4 separate regions of the Mus musculus genome follow, and regions 2, 3 and 4 are each linked to region 1. A link is a contact called in public promoter capture Hi-C data. All regions are on one chromosome and are shown on one strand. Each heading gives the region's core, a stretch centred on a gene start, on an enhancer-like site or on the middle of the called end of the contact. The rest is flanking DNA. Distances are from core to core; before and after follow the strand shown.

Region 1 (4,709 bases), core at 1,352-3,851:
AGGTAGCCCTCGCTGGCTTGGAACTCACTATGTAGACCAGGCTGCCTCTAACTTTCTTCCTTCTATTTTCTCCACTCTTATTTTTCTTTTGACACGATTTCACAGTTTTTAGCCCAGGCTCAGGCTTCTTGAGTTCTGGCATTACAGGGTTGCCATTCATTCATTCATTCATTCACTCATTCATTTTAGGGTTGTTTTGTTTTGTTTTGAGACAGGGTTTCTCTGTGCAACAGCCCTGATCGTACCAGAACTTGTTTTGTAGACCAGGCTGGCCTTGAACTCTCAGAGGTCTGCCTGCTTCTGCCTCCCAAGCACTGAATTAAAGGTGTTGTCACCAGGCCTGGCTTTGCCTTTTCTTTTGTAGGGACATTTATCTTCGGGATTAGGTCGACTCTAAAGGAAGGATGAGCCCATTTCTAAGCATTTAACTTACCTAGATCTGCAAGCATTGTTTTTTCAGCTAAGGTCACATTCACAGATTCCATAAGGATGTTTCTTTGGGATGCATGCACTCCTATCTCCTGATTACGTGTCTCTCTCATTGCTAGGTTGGGGGTGGGGGATGGGTATGGGTGCCTGAACCTAGCTTTCTGGGGCTGACAGGCATTTAATCCCTTCCTCTAAAACAACACAAGATTTTATTGTAGCAAAACTTTTGAAAACCAGAAAACCTAATTATCTACTCAAATTATTACCCTCTAGCCAAACAAGCCACTATTCTGTTTGCACCCTTTCAAGCTATTGTGTATCATTTCAAGCTCAAAGCTTTTAAAACATGCAGGACTACAAATCAAAGCATGAATGTGTGATTAAGTCATTCATATACATCCAAAGTGCACTCATTCTTTATAAGGTCCCGATGACAAGTGGGTGAGGATCTTAGCGACAAAACAACGCGAAGAGGAATACATCACAGAACTCTTATCACACACAGACGATTCGAAACTCACTGGTGTACAGTCTAATCTCCCAGAGTAGCTTTTCCAAGTACTGCATAGCAATACTATCAGCAAAGAACAGTGTAAAGATTAGGCCTCGATCCACTCTTTGTCATAGTACATTCCTATTCTAGCATTTCCATCCCCGATATTCACAGAAACTTCACAGGTATTTGGCAAGCTTCTTGTTTTACTCTCTGTCTCTGTGTCTCTGTCTGTCTCTGTGTCTGCCTCTCTCTCTCTCTCTCTCTCTCTCTCTGTCTCTGTCTCTCTCTCTCTCTCCAGGTTTCTCTGTGTACTCCTAGCTTTCCTGGAACTTGCTCTGTAGACCAAGCTGGCCTCAACTCACAGATCTGCCAGCCTGGCTTGTGTCACCAACCCTTTCTGCTTGGTCAGAAAGCCATTGCTAGTCTAGTGCAAGATACTTTTGCTTCTGTGGTGGACATGAGACTGACCTTGTGGTGGAGGGGAAGGAAGAAGCTTGGTACAAGGGTCGAGGATCAACGTGTGAAGGTCCTTTACTGACATTTCTGGCTGTGAGCTCGCTAAATATTAAGGGGAATTCTATTCATTAGACATCTGAAAAGACCTGGGCTTCACAGTTGGGTTAAGCATTTAATGTCCCACTGGCAATGGGCTGAAGCCTCAAAAGCTCCACATAAAATTACTTGTAGAAACCCCAAACTTGTACAAGCATGGTGAAATAGGTTAACCTCTGTTTTTTGTTTTTGTTTTTGTTTTTTTTTTGAGACAGGGTCCCTGCTATGCAGCTTTGCCTAGTCTGCAACTCAGGAAGTAACCTAGCTGGCCTGGCAATGCACCTGCCTTCTGGTCCTGAATGCAGAGCTTTATAGGCATTAGCCACCACGCTTGATTTTTTTTTTTTTTTAAATCACTTAGTTACATCCGCAGAATCAAACTATTGTTTTGACACCTTGTCTCATTTTCCTTCTACTTGTAGATTCTATCCTAGACTACTTAAGTATTTGCTTGAATTGTTAGAGTGGCGTTAGGTTACAGTAGGTTTACTATATGTAAACAAAAAGACTACAAGTATCCCACGCAGGACCTCTTAGGCTATGTGAGTGCCCTACCGCTGAGCTCTATCCGCCGCGCCCAAGGTTTGGCTGACAGTAAGTGAAATTCAAGCGTCTCACTAAAGAGCCATGAAATTTCCCGACAGCAGGGAGACAGAGGCGAGAAAAAAAAAAAAAAGCGCTGGGCGAAGTGTAAGGTTTGGCAGCCAAACGTCAGCTGCGGTGGTGCAGAGACGAACACAGAAGTGTTTCAAAGGCTGGACTCTTTACATCTAAATGATCGTTCACATCGCAGGGAATGGAAGGCCAGCTGGGCCGTGGGAACAAAGGGGAGTCTGCGGAGAAGCGGAACCGGGAGGTGCAGGTTTTCCCGAAGGCGGCGAGCTGGGGGCTGCAGACACCGCAGTGCTCTGCGAGCCAACCCCAGCGCGCCGGCAGCGCAGTAGGAACGCGGCACCGACAGCCGCACAGGGCGAGGCTGGTGCTGCCTCCCCTCGAGGGGCGGGGCTTGCGCGGTGAGTGGGCGGGGCTGCCTGGAGGCGGGCGTCGGGGGATTGGCCCTAGAGGGTGGGCGGGGCCGGGCAGCGGGGAGGAGAGCCCGGGAGGCTCGCGCGCGCGCTCGCGCAGGCGCGGGCACGGCGGTGGCGCGCGCGTGCTCCGTCGGGCGGTGCAGCGGCTGCGACGGAGCCGGCCATGGTCGTGGGCGGTGGGCGGGTGTCGCGCTGAGCCCCGAAGGCAGCAAGAGACTGGGAGCGGGGCATGCGGGTGTCGGAGCCAGGCGGGCACGGCTGCGGGAGCTGCTGACGGCGCTGCGGGATCGGGAGCCGGTGGCGGCGCGCGGGGCAGGTGAGCGCGGGAGGCGGCGCGGGCTGCGGCGCTGGCGGCTCGGGCGGGCGCTTCCTGCCGGGCTCGGCCGCGGGAGCGCGGGCTCCGAGGTACGCGGCGCCCAGGCCTCGGGCGGCGGACACCGAGCAGCGGAGGGCGCCCGGTGGGCGACCACAGAGAGAGCGGGCGCGGCACGGCCCAGCCGGTGTCGGTGCGGACGCCCGGCGGCTGCGGACCCTCAGGTGTTTCGGCGCAGCGTTCACCGCACGATTCCGGGCTCTCCGGTTTCAGACCGGTCAGAGTCCCGGTGCTGCGGCTAACCCGTCCCGCGCGGCCTTGGCTGAAATACCCCGAGGAGACGTGAAGCGGGAACTGTGAATACTCACCTCCCGGGATTGCGGGAGGCCGTGCTAACCTCGCTGTAAGTGCTCGGTGGACGGGAGCTTTTGGGAGTCGCTCACTGCAGCATCCTTGCTGGCTCTGGCTTGTTCCTTCCTAGAGGTTGGTATTGGGGGCAAATTTATTTCCGAACCGCTCTAGTGTTGCAATAAGCTCAACTCGAGTTGCTTAACGAAGGAGCCTGTTATCTTACAGCGGCCAGAGTAGGATTCTGTAGTCTCTTCCTAGAATTCTGTAGTTTCTCTCTTGGAAAGGCTGACTTGGAAACCTGTCTTGGGTACGGAGTGAATTAGTGCTAAGAATCCTATCAGAATCAGAGTTTACACAACGTGGAAGATGGTGGTGGGACATGTTACCTGACTTACTTTGGTATTTAACCCATCTGAAGTGACACTTAAATTGTCACTTGTTACAGAGTATAAACACAGGAAGAGTATGGAAACATACTCCTTTTTTCCTGCATTGCTACATCCGAAGGGAGTGACAAGTGCTTTTGTAAACATCGTTGTGGGCAGTGTTACTTACTGTCTGGTGAAGTCATCATAATTAAATTAGATGAGTATTTATTCTGAAGTGCTGAATGGATGTTTGGGAATACCAGTCGTAATGAAATCTCCAAGGAGTCTGAGTTTCCAGGAGTTCATTATCACTTGCGGGTCTTGGTACTGCTTTGTAAGTTTTTTTGTTTTGTTTTGTTTTATTTTGTTTTGGATCTTTTGAGACAGAACCTTGCGGTGTTATGGATCTTTTGAGACAGAACTTTGCGGTGTTAGTCCTCAGTGGTCTGGAACTCACTCTATAGACTAGGCTGGCTTTGATTCATGCCTCTTTCTCCCTTGTCTTTGGATTACAGAACTCGGCATATCCAGAATAGATGTTAAAAGTTAGGGTGGCATCCACTTGTAGTCCCATTGCTGGGGAGGGGCACACAAGTAGATTCCAGGAGTTTGCTGGTAGACCTGCTAGCTTAGCAGAATCATGGCACCCTAGGCCAATGAGAGACTCTACCTAAAAAAATAAGATGTGTGGCATCTGAGGAACACACAACACACACACACACAGATTTTTAAAAAAGAAAGCAGAAGACAGAACTGTGTAGAAAGACTATATAATGTGTGAAAGATCAGGGTGGCTTGGATTAGGCTATTGCCCAAGTTTTGGAAGACCAAAAATCTGAAATGGTAAAATTGAAATTGTAGTCACTAAAGCCAAAAGGATTTAAGAAGCATCTTTAGTTTACCCTCGTGATTCACACACTGACTAGGACATTCCACCTTCAGGGTGTTTTTACAAAGTGGAAAAATCAGGTTGCTTTTCTTGTGCTAAAGATCATTGGCCTGACCACAAGTCAGATGTTGATTTATTTTATTTTATTTTTTAAAACTCAGGGCTTTTTATATCAGGGAAGTGCTTTATGCCAGAGCTTACCTGTCCCCAGCCCTGTTGTATACTTTAAAAAAAAAACAAAAAACAAAAAACCAACCCCAAACAAACCTAAAATGGAATATTG
Region 2 (4,709 bases), core at 932-3,431, 2.7 Mb after region 1:
ATTCCTGCCTTTGCTTTGAGGGATAGTGATCTAGATGTATAAGCCAAACAGTTTTCTCCCTCAGGGGCTTTGGAACGCTGCCTTTATCATAGAAACAGAAAGAAAACTAACGCCCTCCCTCCTCTTCTTAAACCTCCTCTTCCTTTATTCACCAGGTGTACAAACTCCAAGCCCAGGCTGCCTTTTGTCTCTTCTGTGAATTCTAACTTCTACAAATTAAAGCCTGCCATTTTTCTGACTAACCTCGGCTGTGTAGTTCACAGGCTGCCGCCAAGGACTGAATTTAAGAAGCCCCGGAGAGCTTTTCCTCTTCAGCCACAGGGAAGATTATTTTCATAAAGATGAATGGCAGGAAGGAATGAGGAGTGGAGAAATAAACAGTGGAAACTCAATCGCGATGGGAATAAGGTCTTTCCTGAAGGGCTCAAACGTGTTTGTGTTAAAGGGAAGTCTCTAAAACAAAACCAAGCATCTCTCTCCCAGTGTTCTCAACAAAGGAATAAAGACTCTCCCGCAGAGGAAGTGACCACAGAAACGCCATCTTGTGCCATCTTGTCCCGACTCCCTGTGCATTGGCTTAGGCACTTCTCAGTCCTCTCCTCACCCACCTCCATGCCCACATCTACCCTCCCAGCACATTTGGGACTTCTGTGGCCTGGACCATGGTCCCGATGTATAAACCAAAATAATTAATGTAAACTAAAATAACTGAAGAAGGCACAAGTCAAAAGTAACTTTCATGTTACGTCTGGAAAAAAAAATCACCATGTTCTGTCAGAAATGAACGTTTCAAGATTGTTCTGTCATCTGACTTTCATGTGAGTTGTGGTCTTTGTGGGGTTTGCCTTTAGAAACACCGTATCCCTGAGCTGCGACACCAAGAGACTCTGAGGCATGCGCCGGAATTTGGTCCTGCACGAATAAAGGACTCGTACTTTTTTGTTTGTTTTTGTTTTTCGAGACAAGGCTTCTCTGTGTAGCCTTGGTTGCCCGAAACTTGATTTGTAGACCAGGCTGGCCTTATAACTCACAAGGATCCACCTGCTGCTGTCTCCCAAGTGCTCAGAGTAAGGTGTGCACGGCCACTGCCCCATATACTTCTAATTGGCTTAACCGGTAAGGATGGACACCACCACCCCCGTTGGTAAGAGTAGCCTGAAGGATGGCGGTGGACGTGAGCTGAGCACGAGGCAGGAACATTTGTTTTGCTTTTTCATCCAAGCTTTCCTTCAATGCTGGCCAAGTGATCTGAGACAAAGCCTGGTGGGAGGGACCTAACCACAGTCCCAGGGGCCCACTGCCTGGCCCTTCCCTGGCTGGCTCACTCTGCTTTCTCCCCAGCACACATTTGCTTAAGCATTGCGTTCTTGCCCTTCTGCTTACCTATTCTCTGTCACCTGAGAACAATAACAAACAAACAAACAAACAAACAAATGTAGTGTCTGGAGGGATGACTCAGTGGTTAAAACCATGGTCTGTTCTTCCAAACGACCGGGGTTCAATCCTCAGCACCTCCATGGCAGATCACAACTGTCTGTAACTCCAGGTCCTTTCCAAGGAATCTGACACCTCACAGCAATGCACATAAAATAAAGTTTAAAAAAACATATATTTTGTTTGTTTGCTTGCTTGCTTGCTTGCTTGCTTGTTGCGAGACAGGGTTTCTCTGTATAGCCCTGGCTGTCCTGGAACGCACTTTGTAACCAGGCTGGCCTTGAACTCAGAAATCCGCCTGCCTCTGCCTCCCGAGTGCTGGGATTAAAGGTGTGAGCTACCACGCCCGGCTGCCGAAAAACCAAAAATAAATAAATAAATAAATAAATAAATAAATAAATAAATAAATAAATAAATGAATCTGAATTCAAGGCCAACCATTTTGTAAGATACGGAGGTTACAGTGATGAGAATTCTGTCCCTACTCTTGATAGTTTTACATTTGGGAGAAAGGAGACAAATGAAGACAGGGACGATGTGATTTCTGAGACTCCCCCGAGTTTAATACAATGTAACTCCAGACAATGCTCGCTTACTGACCCGGGCCTGCCCTACAGCAACTGGCCTTTGGCCACTTTAGCAAGCGCTGGGGTTCTCTGTACAGGCCTTGCCCAGCCCCTCGTGACGTCACTGGCGCGCGCCATCCAATCATCGCCGTCTGGCTCCGCCCGCCCGCCCGTGCCTGCGGGAGGCTCCGTGGCGTGTGTTGTGGCCCCGCTGAGCCACCGTACCTCCCGCCTCCGCGCCCAACGTCCGCGTCGCCGTTCTGCGCCGCCGCCATGGCCGACGTGGAGGACGGCGAGGAACCCTGCGTCCTTTCTTCGCACTCCGGGAGCGCAGGCTCCAAGTCGGGAGGCGACAAGATGTTCTCTCTCAAGAAGTGGAACGCGGTAGCCATGTGGAGCTGGGACGTTGAGTGCGATACCTGTGCCATCTGCAGGGTCCAGGTGATGGGTAAGCGATGCAGGCGAAGCCGGGACCGCGAGCTGGGCCGAGCCGGCGAGTGCTGGGCCGGGCCGGGCCGCCAGACACGGGATGGTTCCTATGGGGGCGGGGGGGAGGGGGCGTGACCGGGATACCCGAGGGGAACCTCCGGCCCTGCGGCCAGCAAATCTCCCAGCGGATCCCTCGCGTAGATCTGAGGGTTGGGATGTTCGTCTTTGAGATGCTCTCACGTTCCTCAGGATTAGAGCTTGCCCATTTAGCCGAGGTTGGCTTAGAACCCAGGAGGGCGCACCTCCCAAAAACTGGAAATTGCGAGCCTGCGCCACTATACGGATTCTGTCTCATAACCGAAATGAGGCTCAGTGACCGGAGAGATGTTTCCACAGTTAAGAGCACAAGCTTGTTCTTAACAGAGAACCCGGGTTCGATTTTCCACACCCACATGGCAACTCACCACCCTCTAACTCCTGTTCCAATAACTCCAGCACCCCATTATGGCCCTTGAGGGCATTAGGCACATTTGGTATGCAAACCCAGATGCAGGTAGCATAAACATAAAATTTTAGATTACTGTGAGGTTGCTTTACAGGGCGACTGGGGAGTAGTTGAAATAGATTTCTGCAGTTTGAAAATGTGCGCGTTTCTTGGCTTTGAGACTTTAAACGTAGCATCAAGAGATTCCACAGTCTATTCTTTGTCTTTGGACTTGCTTCATCAGGGCTCCCAAACTTTACTTTTTACATTTAATTGTAGACCCAGACACTAGTTTCTATGTAGAATCTGATTTGACTAAAACACTAAAATCCAGCTGTTCCACCCCTCATCCTTGCTTAGGAGCTGGGCAGTGATTTCCATTTTAGGGTTGAGTGTGGTTGCGAATGTCTGAAATGCCAGCACTCGGGAGGCTGAGGCATGGGGGCAGAGGCAGCACAAGCTTTGCTTAGAAATTTTATTCTGGCCAGGTGTGGTGATATCTTTAAACTTAGTACTCGAGAAGCAAAGATAAACAGATCTCTGTGCGCCTTAGGCCAGCCTGGTCTACACAACCAAGGCTAAGTAGTGGGACCCCATCTTAAAAACAAATAATGAATAAATCTTTTTTGTTTGTTTTGGTTTTTTCGAGACAGGGTTTCTCTGTGTAGCCCTGGCTGTCCTGGAACTCACTTTGTAGACCAGGCTGGCCTCCAACTCAGAAATCCACCTGCCTCTGCCTCCCGAGTGCTGAAATTAAAGGGGTCCACCACCACGCCCGCTTTTTTTTTTTAAATCATCATCATCATTATTTTATTACCCTGTTGTTAATGGTGCATTCTTTAATCCCAGCACTTGGGAGCCATAGGCAGGTGGGTCTCTTGAGTTCCATGACAACCTGATCTAACAGCAAATTCCAGGATAGCCAGTACTACACAAGAAACCCTGTCTTTAAAAACAACAAAATTTACTTAGAGTTGTGGTGGGGGCGGACACATAGAAGAACTCTGTGTGTGTGTGTGTGTGTGTGTGTGTGTGTGTGTGTGTGTGTGTGTGTGAGTGTGAGTGTGACATAGAAGAAGAGTATTGGGAGTTGCTTCTTTTCTCCTGCCATGTGGGTCCCAAGGCTTAAACTCATGCAAGCACTTTAATTTTTGAGCAGTCTATCTGGCCAGAGATTGGCTTTTTGTTTGTTTGTTTTTCGAGACAGGGTTTCTCTGTGTAGACCAGGCTGGCCTCGAACTCAGAAATCCACCTGCCTCTGCCTCCCAGGCACTGGGATTAAAGGCGTACACCACCACACCCGGCTGAGATTGGCTTTTAAATATATATAGTTAAGTTTGTTTGTTTGTTTATTCTGGGCGTGGTGGCACACACCTTTTAATCCCGCACTTGGGAGGCAGAAGATGGATCTCTGATTTCAAGGCCAACTTGGTCTACTTAATGATCTCTAAGACGGCCATCCAGGTTTATGTAGAGAGCCTGTCTCAACCTACCCCACCCCTAACATTGTTAAATTTTAGTTTAATGAATGCACATGTATGGAGGGTATGGACATATGTGTTTAAGAGCCCGTGGATCCCTCTGGAGCTGGGGTTATGGCAGTTGTGAGCTCCCTGGGCCGGGCACTGGGACTAAACTTGACATCCTGTTTGAGAGTTCTTACACTGAGCCATCTCTCAGGCCCTGACTTTTCATAATCTTAAAGTTATTTATTTGCCTTCTTTTTTTTTTTATAGTTTTTTTTTTTTTTTAAGATTTATTTATTTATTATATGTAAGTACATTGTAGCTGTCTTC
Region 3 (4,709 bases), core at 1,278-3,777, 2.4 Mb after region 1:
AGGGTGAGAAACAGGGAAAGGCCTATCACCATCCTCTTAGTTCTTCTGGAAGCTTGAAATATTCCTTTTTATTAAAAAAAAAAAAGGACTTTAAACTGTAGATTATTGAAACCATGTATAGCTGTGGGGGCCAAACCCAAGTGCCAAATGCCATCACGTCTCATAGGCAACATATGAATTTGTCCAATTAGGTTATTAAACAAGCACAACTGCAAGTAAGTGTCACACAGTCCCTCTCATCCGACACTTAGTTTCCCACACTCCACAGGCTTCCCCTTCCTCTTTGATCCTTGCTGCCTTGTGGAGGACATCTTGTGTGGGCTTAAAAGGCAACGTTTTAGTCTTGTGTAGTTGCTACATTGGAGACCTATAAAAAAACGGGAAAAGGGAACAGTGTTAAACTGCCCCATAACCTTAATCAGAAAGCGCATGCAGTGTAATAGAAACTTTGTGGGAATTAAACAAAATGAGACAGAAAACAAAGACAGCTTCCTGGGCAAGGCCTAGGAGCTATGGCGTAAAGATGAGCAGATAGAAGGGTAAGGAGACAAAGTCTTAGATTCTCCTTTTTCCTCTTAAAATGCATTAAAATGGGAATTATTACAAAGAAAACATCACATGTAGTAATTTCAGAACATTGTAAAGGAAACTTTACAGAAAAGAGCGTACTTATGATAAGATGGGATGTTTCCGGAAATTTCCAAATAGTTCCCCCACACTCAGAAGGATGATTGAGAGTCTGGTTATGAGGAAGGATGGAAATTTTTGAACGACTGGCTTATTACATAAGCTTCAAGCCATTGCTGTGATAGTTCAGTTCTTAAAACAATGTGAGGAAATATGCTTGCTTCTGGAGAAATATTTGGCTCCCATGAGAAAAAATTGCAAGTGTTTGTGATGGCCCGCTAGAGGTAAGGAGCCATCCACACACTGACTCTTAAAGCCAGAGCCAAGTTTCACTACTCACACACCGTTGACAGGATCTGATCAAGACACTTCCCCGAACACCCTGGAGTCAGACTTAGGTCATAGGTCCCAAGTGACCCTAGCAGATCACCAATGTAAAACCACTATAAACAACAGAAGCCCTAACTCAGAATAGTTAACCTTCAATGCTCAGACGTGTCTGAAGTTAGAGAGCACTTACAATGCTAGGTGCTATTGTAAATGATCCACGTGTATTATTTAATTCAATTTAAAAAAATCACCTAGGAGGTAGACATTAATACTAAAACATATTGCATGTTAGGTACCAAAGCTGAAGGTCAGAGAAGTGGCCGTACATAGCAACAAACCTAGGCTGTCAACACAGGCCTGCTGAATCCAGAAGGCCAACCAACCTTGCCCGCTACCTCCCACCGGTCCCAGGGAATCAGCCACAGCCATACAGCTTACAGACTTCCCAGTCTTTGTGCACCAGTTTTCCCGAATTTTAAAATCATCTTCAGAGTTTCTAAAAGCCTCAATGGAAACACAAACAGGCAATTAGACCACGAGTTTCTTCAGTTTTGTTTTTTAAGGCTGGTATCTACCATTGCCAACAAGTTAGATCAGGTCTTGTGGAAGTTCTCATTGGCAGTTATGTAGACAAAAACATTCAAGCTCCCTTTTTTTTTAAGGGGAAGATGAATCATTACTTAATACATGCAGTTTAGTGGAGTTAATCTGTGAACACTGGCCTATGGAGCGAGAGAATAAAAGGGTGTTTGGCATCGAGAAGGTCGGGAACTGCTCGTTACATGTGTATGCACGTTGCCCAACCTGTCAGCCTTCACAACTCTGCATTTTTTTAAGTGACACCATTCTTCCTGCATCGTTTATGGGGCTTTACTTTGCATATAGTATTAAAAATCTACTCAGCTCACCAAAATGATCATATTCTTAATGTTTGGTCAAGGAACTGGGGTGCATAAATGGCAAGTACTGTATTCCAGGAAAATACCCTTTTTCAAAACCTTAAGGTTTTGCCAGGGAGCGAGTCGTTTTCCAAAGGACACACACACACACACACACACACACACACACACACAAAATCAAAAACTAAAAACAAACAAAAAATACTAAAGACTCAATGCTGGATGGTTCAAAACAAACACCTGCACTTAGGTGTGCGTGGGGCAGTAGGTGCCACACTGCGAATCTGTGTGGGAAGGATGTCAGCGGGCAGTCGGTGGCTTTTATTTTTTTCATTGCATGAAACAGTTCTTATACCATGGTGGGAAATAATCCAGGCGTCCCCTGACAGCCATGAGAAAGCACAGGTGACACCCTGTTCTCAGAATTTGGTGCGGGTTAAAACTGCATAGGGTGCCCGGGGCCTGCTCGGTGGCTGCGCAGCATCTGTGCGAGCCTGGCTCTGCCGCAGTGGCGCCGGGGGGTGCGGGAGCCTCGCGGCCTGCAGCGTCCCGGAAGCCCTGCGCGTCGGCGCCCGAGGTCGAGCGACCGTCCGGCCTGCACTGCACCAGGGGCAGACCGGGGCGTCCGGGCCCAGCCGCCGGCGTCCATTTTCTGGGCGGCGCTGCGGCCGGACTCGCAGGTCCGGAAGCGCCATGGACCCCGCGGGAAGCGCGCGGGCGGCGGAGCGGAGCCCCGTAAGTGCGCGGGGTCCGCGCGACTCCGGGGCGTGGAGGTGGGGAGGCGGGAGCCGGTGGGCAGCGCTCGCGCCGGGCTGCAGCGGACGCGGAGCGGAGCGGAGCCTACGGAGCAGCCAGCGTCCGCAGGTGCCCGCGTCCCGCCCCACCAGGCTCGGCTGCAGGGGGGCAGCGGGGAGTGACGCGCACCTGGGGCTCGGGACTGTCGCGCCTCCCCTCCGGTGAAGCGCAAACCCGGGCTGCTTCCTGACCCTACCCGTTCGCGATGAGATCCTAGTGCGACACCAAGCCCCTGGAATTGAACCGGATGTTCAAAGGCAGGGCCCTGCCTCCAGGGGTTGCAGCCTTGGCCTCCTGCTCCTGCTTGCTGCAGCCGTCTGTCCGTTGGGACAATTCAACAGTCAGCCTTTAGACACCTCTTTGCAGGTTAGCTGATAAATAACCTGAGATTTTAATCTGTCTGCGCTTCCACTTTATAACTCCTGCTTTGCGGTGGGTAAGTGCCTGGTTCCCATTCTGGATATTGGGCCTGATTGGAAAACCCTTGTAATGATCGGTTCTAAATGATAACCGTTTATGTTGCGTATGCATATTTGAAAGGTTAAAGGGCATTCACCTAATTGGGAAGCTCAAGTGCTTGCTCTGGTTCGCGTGGCTGGAAAGACTCGTTTTGTTGTGGTTTCAGAGAAACTTATAGCGTCTTACAGTAGCTAAGATCAAAGAGCAGAGTTTGTGTTTTGTGACAGGGTCTGGTTAAGGAGCCTAGAATGGTTAATAGGTTAGCCCAAGCTGGTTTCGAACTTGCCACTTGCAGCGGTTGACTGACTGCTAGGATGATAGGCCTTCTACCAGTGTTTTTCCAGGACCAAACACGCATTAGAATTCCTTTGATGGGTCATTGCTGAAAATTTTGAAAAGATTAGAATATATAGTGCGAAAAGACTAGAAAAAGTAACCGTTGCACACAGTACAGATAAGCATAGTTTAATGAAGCCTTTGGCTTATATAACATCATTTGTAATAAAATGGGTCACTGTCAAAAAAGCCTTTAAGACTCCAATTTAGCGTTCTGTGGTGGGGATTTTGCACCCAAATCAGACTGGGTTTGTGCTGATGTTAACCTGGGTTTGAATCCCGACACTCACCCAGGGTGACCTCCAGAAACAGGTTCACGGCACTGTTTGCAGCTGTAAAATGGGGAACTGTTCCCTACAGCTGAGGGGTGTTACGGAGATTTACCCATCCGCTGAGAGCACTTGGTGGAGTTCCCGATGTCCTAAAGGCACCTCACATATACTAACGGCAATGACTTTTGTGGCTGAAATCCTGAATCCTAGACACTCGTCCTGAATCCTAGACACTAGTCCTGAATCCTAGACACTAGTCCTGAATCCTAGACACTAGTCCTGAGTCCTAGACACTAGTCCTGAATCCTAGACACTAGTCCTGAATCCCTGCACTTTCATCTTCTCTTAGATCTTGATATGGAAGACATGGCGGGCTCAGAACCAAGGATTTCCGAGTGATTTCTGCCAAAGCACAGAAGCTAACTCCGTCAAGGCTGGCGTGTTCTGAGGTAACTGAGGTCTATGTCTTTCCTTAGTCAGCATGAAATAAGAAATGGCAGTTTCTAAAAGAATCCTCAAGGTTACTGAATCATGAGTTCGACCTGCCAGGTTTGTGTACTACGAAATTTCCACGACTCTCAAGCAGTCTGTTATTAAGAACACACGGTGTGCCAGGCCTCTGTGCAGAGGGAGAACTAGCAAACGAAACTTCAAGGCAACAGGCTCAGCTCATGTTAGCTCTACTGGTAGATGTGATGAGAACTTTTGTGTGTGTGTCTTGATAGATCTGTGGCTTCCTCAAGTCGTAAGGATCCGAAAACAAGATGGAAGGCCGGAGTGTTTAACTGAGTTGTTGTTGTTACCCGTGGCGGGTTGAGGCCAGGGCAGACATGCTGCCAGCTTCTCCACTTGCTGTAGAGTGAGCCCCCTGCTAGCGGTAGAGTATGCAAGCATGAAGAGACATTTGTGTTTCTCACGCAGATGTCCTGACAGGCCAGCACACTAAGCTCTAACTTATATGTGGTTCCGAAGTCCTAGGCAGTGACAGAAA
Region 4 (4,709 bases), core at 1,186-3,685, 2.1 Mb before region 1:
GAGGGAGAATAGCCAAATGCATTGGGAGGACTTTGCCTGAGTCTTCCATTGTAGAAATAGCTCTTATAAAACATGTGTGGAAAGTTTGAATACCACATCATATATTAAGAAACTGTACATCTTTAGAAATCATTAATTGAAATAGATTCCTTAGTAATTTTGTGATTGTATTTTAAAGTAGGTCTTACCAGTTAATGATGCAGAGTGAAATATTTACAGGTGAAATAATACTCTGAATATGAGTTTCTTCAAAATAACCCAGAGAAGCAAAGAAAACATACAGATGGAACAAATTAGCCAAAGAGTAATAATTGTTAAATTTGAGTGAAAGTGCACAACATTTCTTGTTCTTTCTATTTCTGAATTTTTTACTCTGTATGTTTGCAACAAAACCATACGATATTTGACATTATTCTTGCTGTATATTTTTTCATCATAAAGTTGTTCAGATGTCCCCTTCCCTGAGAAAATGTATACCATTTTCTCTCCCTACCACAAAAGAACTCTGTTCAAGACTATTCCTCTATTATGATAACAAATTTCTCATTTATTCTCAAATATTTCTTTATTTCTTGACTATGCACAAAGACTGTACATTCTATCCATAACACCTTCCTTAGAGACTGGAGTTCAATAACTGTGATAAGTTGGTAATTCACTAAGATAGAGGATGGTTCTATTGTATTGAATCAAATTTCCAGGCATGAAATTGTGTCCTTTTCTGGAACAGGGGTTTTATTTATTTACTTCCTACTTATTGAGACAGATTCTCATGCAGCCCAGGCTAGCTGACTTGTTATGACCCGTAGCCAGCCTTGAACTTCTAATCTTCTAGAATTGCAGGCATGCTCCTCCACACCCAGGAGGGATTATGTCCTTTTCATTCCAGTGGACTGTGTAAGTAAATGGAGGGCAAAGGCCCCACAGGAGTCCAAAGGTAAAGGCAGGGGGTAAGGTGTTGAAGTTCTGTGATTCTCTGTGTACTTCCTGTCCTTACCATCAAAAACTGTTCTGTGACCTTTGTCACTTCTTTGTGTCTTGCCCTTCCTTCTTCACAGGATTGTTCTGACACAAAAGAAGATATTCAACGCGGTATGGTGAAGGACTTTTAAAATAGGAAAGTATAAAGTTGGGTGTGTGATGGTTTTTCTTCTTTCAAGACAACGAAGACCACATTCTAGCTATTAAAAAGATTAACTTGGTGAAATGACTCAGGATGTAGAGCCTGTTTGAGGCAATTTTATATACATTTTTCTTTTAAAAATAAAAATATATTTCTTATAATCAACCTTACACATAGCTACAGAATGTGAAATTGTATACATTTTGTATGCACCATCTATACCTAAATGTATGTACACATCACATATGATTTCACATGTACACATAAGGCACTCTGTAAGCAACTGTTGTTTTGCTAAGAAATGTTGACAGAAAGGAAGAGATAAAACACGTACGCAGAGCCTGTTCTCACAGTTTGCCTAATGCCTGGCTCTTTAAAGTCTTATCTACATCTGGTTCTTCACCTCTACGTGACCAAATGTCACGTACTGTTCCTTCCCCTGACTGGCTTGCTTGTTTTACCTATGTGCTTACATAATGATTGATTGACTTTTTAATTTAGAATTGAACTGCATTATTTTTATTGTTTAGCTGTGGTACTCATGTAGCCCAGGTTGGCCTCAAAGTAGCAGCAATGTCACCAAAGTTCAAACACTTGGAACTTCTTGTTCTCTATCTAGCCTCCTCCACCTCTGCAGAGCTTTGCAGACATACATTACCTCTCCCAGTTTATGTGGTTTTATCCTCGTTTACTATACCAACGGGGTTACATCCCTAGCCCAGTCAGCCCATTTATTTCCCACTTTTAGTAAAAGCAAACCTCGCTTATTATTTTAGCTAGGGTCAAAGCTTAAGAAATCAAAATTGCAAATGTTTCAGAACACTCCATTAAGTTGTGCATTTGTTTTACATAGCTTTGTTTATTTAACAATTTTTATTCTGTTAACAATTCGCTTAAAATAAATAAATAAATAAACTCTTCGTTCAAAATTCACACAACTTGGGTTGAGCGAATAGGAGCATGCTGGTGTGGGCCACAGTAAGAGTGTAGACTGTAGTCAGATGGGATAGCCTCCCGGAAGAGCAGGACAGTTATCGAAGAGGACAGTAAGAAGGGTAATAAAAATAATGACGGCCATCATAAAGTGTATACTCTTAACATGAAATTCAGTCCCCAAATAGTGCGAATAGCCTTCTCCATTACACTAAGTAAATCACAGCGGCGGCCGAGGCGACGGCTCTCGCAGTGCCCCTCAGGGCCCCCTTTCGGAGGAAGGAGAGTGGGAGGAACCCAGCACGGCCAGGTGGGCGGGGCCGGGGCCGAGGGGGCGTGTCTGGTGGGCGGGCCTGTGGCGCTAGTGGGCGGGGCTGTGGCGCTGGCGGGCAGCTAAGCTGCTGGGCGGCTGGGCGGGGCGCGCTCAGGCCTCGGCTCCTCACGCGCGGCGTAAGCGGCCCAGACCCCGCGCTGCGGGAAGCCGGGGTGGCGTGTGCGCGTCGCCTGCGAGCCGAGGCAGCCGCGGGAGGAGGAGCAGCGGGCACTGAGGTAGGCGCACAGACGCGGGGCCTTAGGCCGGTTCTCCTTGGGAGCCCCCGGCCCTCCACGGGCTGGCGAGGCCGAGGGGCGGCGCACAGAGACCGGGGCGGGCGGGGCCGGGGGCGGGGTCTGGCCTGGCCGCAGGGGCCGCGCGCGGTGAAGGGACTCCTGGTGGAGCGCAGGCACGCCACGCCAGAGGACTCCCGGGGCTGGCGGCCGTGGAGAACGGTGGCCCGGGAGCTCCGCGGAGGAGGCCAGGGGGCCGGATGGCCGGCGCCTCCCACCTCGCGGGACGCCCGGGCCGGGAACTCGTTAACAGGAAAGCTTGGCAGGGCAGCAAATGCCAAGGTTCTGGAAGAACTGAGAGTCACGTCGTTAGGCGCTGAGGCTTTATTTTCCTTCCCCGCCCCCTGCCCGGCCTCGGCCCGACTTGGCCAAAGAAGGATGTGTCACCAGTTCGGGGCTGCGGGCGGGATCCCAGCCACTCTGGGCACAGGGGCACCTGAAACAAAGGTATCGGGCGACCGAGTGGCTGAGCTGCGAGCACCTCAGCCGGTCCCACGGTCGCGCCGGCCGGGCTGCAGGCTTGAGGGGCGTTCTCCTTGGGGACCGCTCGATGGAAACCAGCTGGCCCGGCTTGGAGTTGATGTTGCATCGGAACTGTGTTGTGCTCACATTATTTCCATTCCTCCCACTCTGATAAAGCCTAGGGAAATTTTATCCCGCTTGATGGTCTGCAGATGCAGAGGGGGGAGGACAAATTGCTGTTTGTAAATTATAAGGTATTTTCTTTGTAGAAAATAGTTTAAGAACATAGAATAAATGCTTGAACACGTAAGCGGAGAGGATGATTTGTAGTGCCTTTCAAAATTGGAAAAGAGTTCCTCCACGGATCTTCAGTTATGTACAAAACGTCCCCCGCCTCTTTGGTGCCAGGCATTTTTCTTTGTTCTTCCTTAGTGTCTGGCCTCAGTTTCTTGTAAACAGAGCATCAAGCACAGGGACCCTAAGAATTGCCATACTAGGTCAGAGCATGGGCGTCCAGCTAAGCAGGCAGCAGGCTCGTGTTGTAGTAAACACAGGGCTTTCCTTGGCATCGTTAAAAATTATCTCAGTTTCTTTCACTGGTCTCCATGACGATTACTGAAAGCGTTCTTAAAAATCTGTAGACGGCTCCTGATTTGCATGCAATTTATTCACGTTTATTGCATTCAAAAGGCTGTCTCACCACTTCTGACAAAACTTATGGCATGAGATACTCGTGAGAGGGGAAAAATGGATCTTTTACACAGCCTGGAAAGCTCAGGTCAGGAATACAAAGTTTTGCGGTTCTTTGGGGGTTTGTTTGTTTGATTTTTGTTTTGTTTATACACACACACACACACACACACACACACACACACACACTGGAAAAGTCTATCCCAAGGCCCATGTGGTTGGATTCAATGATAGCTTTAAACACCAACAACCTGAATAGTAGGCAGCTAATGCTTTAACATTCACACATATGATTTGCATATATTAAAAAGTAGCTTAGCATTTTACACAGTGACTATCTGGCTTTATCTTGGTCTAGGTAATCTGGCCTTAAGGTTCTGCTAAAACCTCGTATCCTCCGAGAGAGGAAATTTTGCTTGAGCAGGAAGGGAATAAGGTTGGGCAGTTCTGCAGTACAGACTATTTGAAGGTAATAACTTAAACTTGTCAGCCACACATTTCAGTTCCAGTTGAACAGGGCTCTGTCACCTTTCAACAAGTAACTCAAGTTTTCCGTCTCTGAAGCTCTTCTTGACATCCCCTTAGCTCTGCCTTACACCTCAGCAAAATAACCACAACAGAACCCCGCCAAGTAAGGGGGAGGATGCCTCCCTTTTGAATAGTAGCATCCTCAGTCAGGATCTCTCTTATGTGGTGCTGTTGACATTTTAGATGAGATAATACTTCGTCATGGTAGCCTATCCTGTGCCGTAGGTAGAGGATGGTTAGCCACACTCCTGACTTATAATCCTAGCTGTTAGTAGCACTACACACATAAATAATGGCAATCAAAGCTGTTTCTAGACGTTGCTGGGCATACCCTGAGAAGGACCAAGCTATCCCTGGTTGAAAGCCA

Evidence for each region. Promoter capture Hi-C pulls out the DNA fragments that hold promoters and counts their contacts.
Region 2: a contact with region 1 is called in a promoter capture Hi-C map of liver, with 7 times the contacts expected there. The contact joins the promoter of Rnf7 here to the promoter of Pik3cb in region 1. A contact is called at or near these places in 2 of 39 promoter capture datasets (erythroid cells and liver).
Region 3: a contact with region 1 is called in a promoter capture Hi-C map of liver, with 3 times the contacts expected there. The contact joins the promoter of Zbtb38 here to the promoter of Pik3cb in region 1. A contact is called at or near these places in 3 of 39 promoter capture datasets (liver, pre-B cells and stem cell-derived epiblast-like cells) and 1 of 9 other capture datasets (pancreatic islet).
Region 4: a promoter capture Hi-C map of pre-B cells shows a contact between it and region 1, with 7 times the contacts expected there. The contact joins the promoter of Ppp2r3a here to the promoter of Pik3cb in region 1. A contact is called at or near these places in 2 of 39 promoter capture datasets (liver and pre-B cells) and 1 of 484 Hi-C or Micro-C datasets (CD8 T cells).

Annotation. Positions count from the first base shown.
Region 1 is chr9:99,138,103-99,142,811 of GRCm38.p6, reverse strand. It overlaps Pik3cb (phosphatidylinositol-4,5-bisphosphate 3-kinase catalytic subunit beta), which reads left to right and starts at 2,601. Exons shown (of 24, transcript NM_029094.3): 1 at 2,601-2,821. It also overlaps the pseudogene Gm2773.
Region 2 is chr9:96,476,147-96,480,855 of GRCm38.p6, reverse strand. It overlaps Rnf7 (ring finger protein 7), which reads left to right and starts at 2,181. Exons shown (of 3, transcript NM_011279.3): 1 at 2,181-2,448. The coding sequence starts at 2,274.
Region 3 is chr9:96,717,668-96,722,376 of GRCm38.p6, reverse strand. Zbtb38 (zinc finger and BTB domain containing 38) reads left to right here and starts at 2,527. Exons shown (of 3, transcript NM_001359959.1): 1 at 2,527-2,591; 2 at 4,068-4,167.
Region 4 is chr9:101,249,558-101,254,266 of GRCm38.p6, reverse strand. It overlaps Ppp2r3a (protein phosphatase 2, regulatory subunit B'', alpha), which reads left to right and starts at 2,435. Exons shown (of 14, transcript NM_001161362.3): 1 at 2,435-2,605.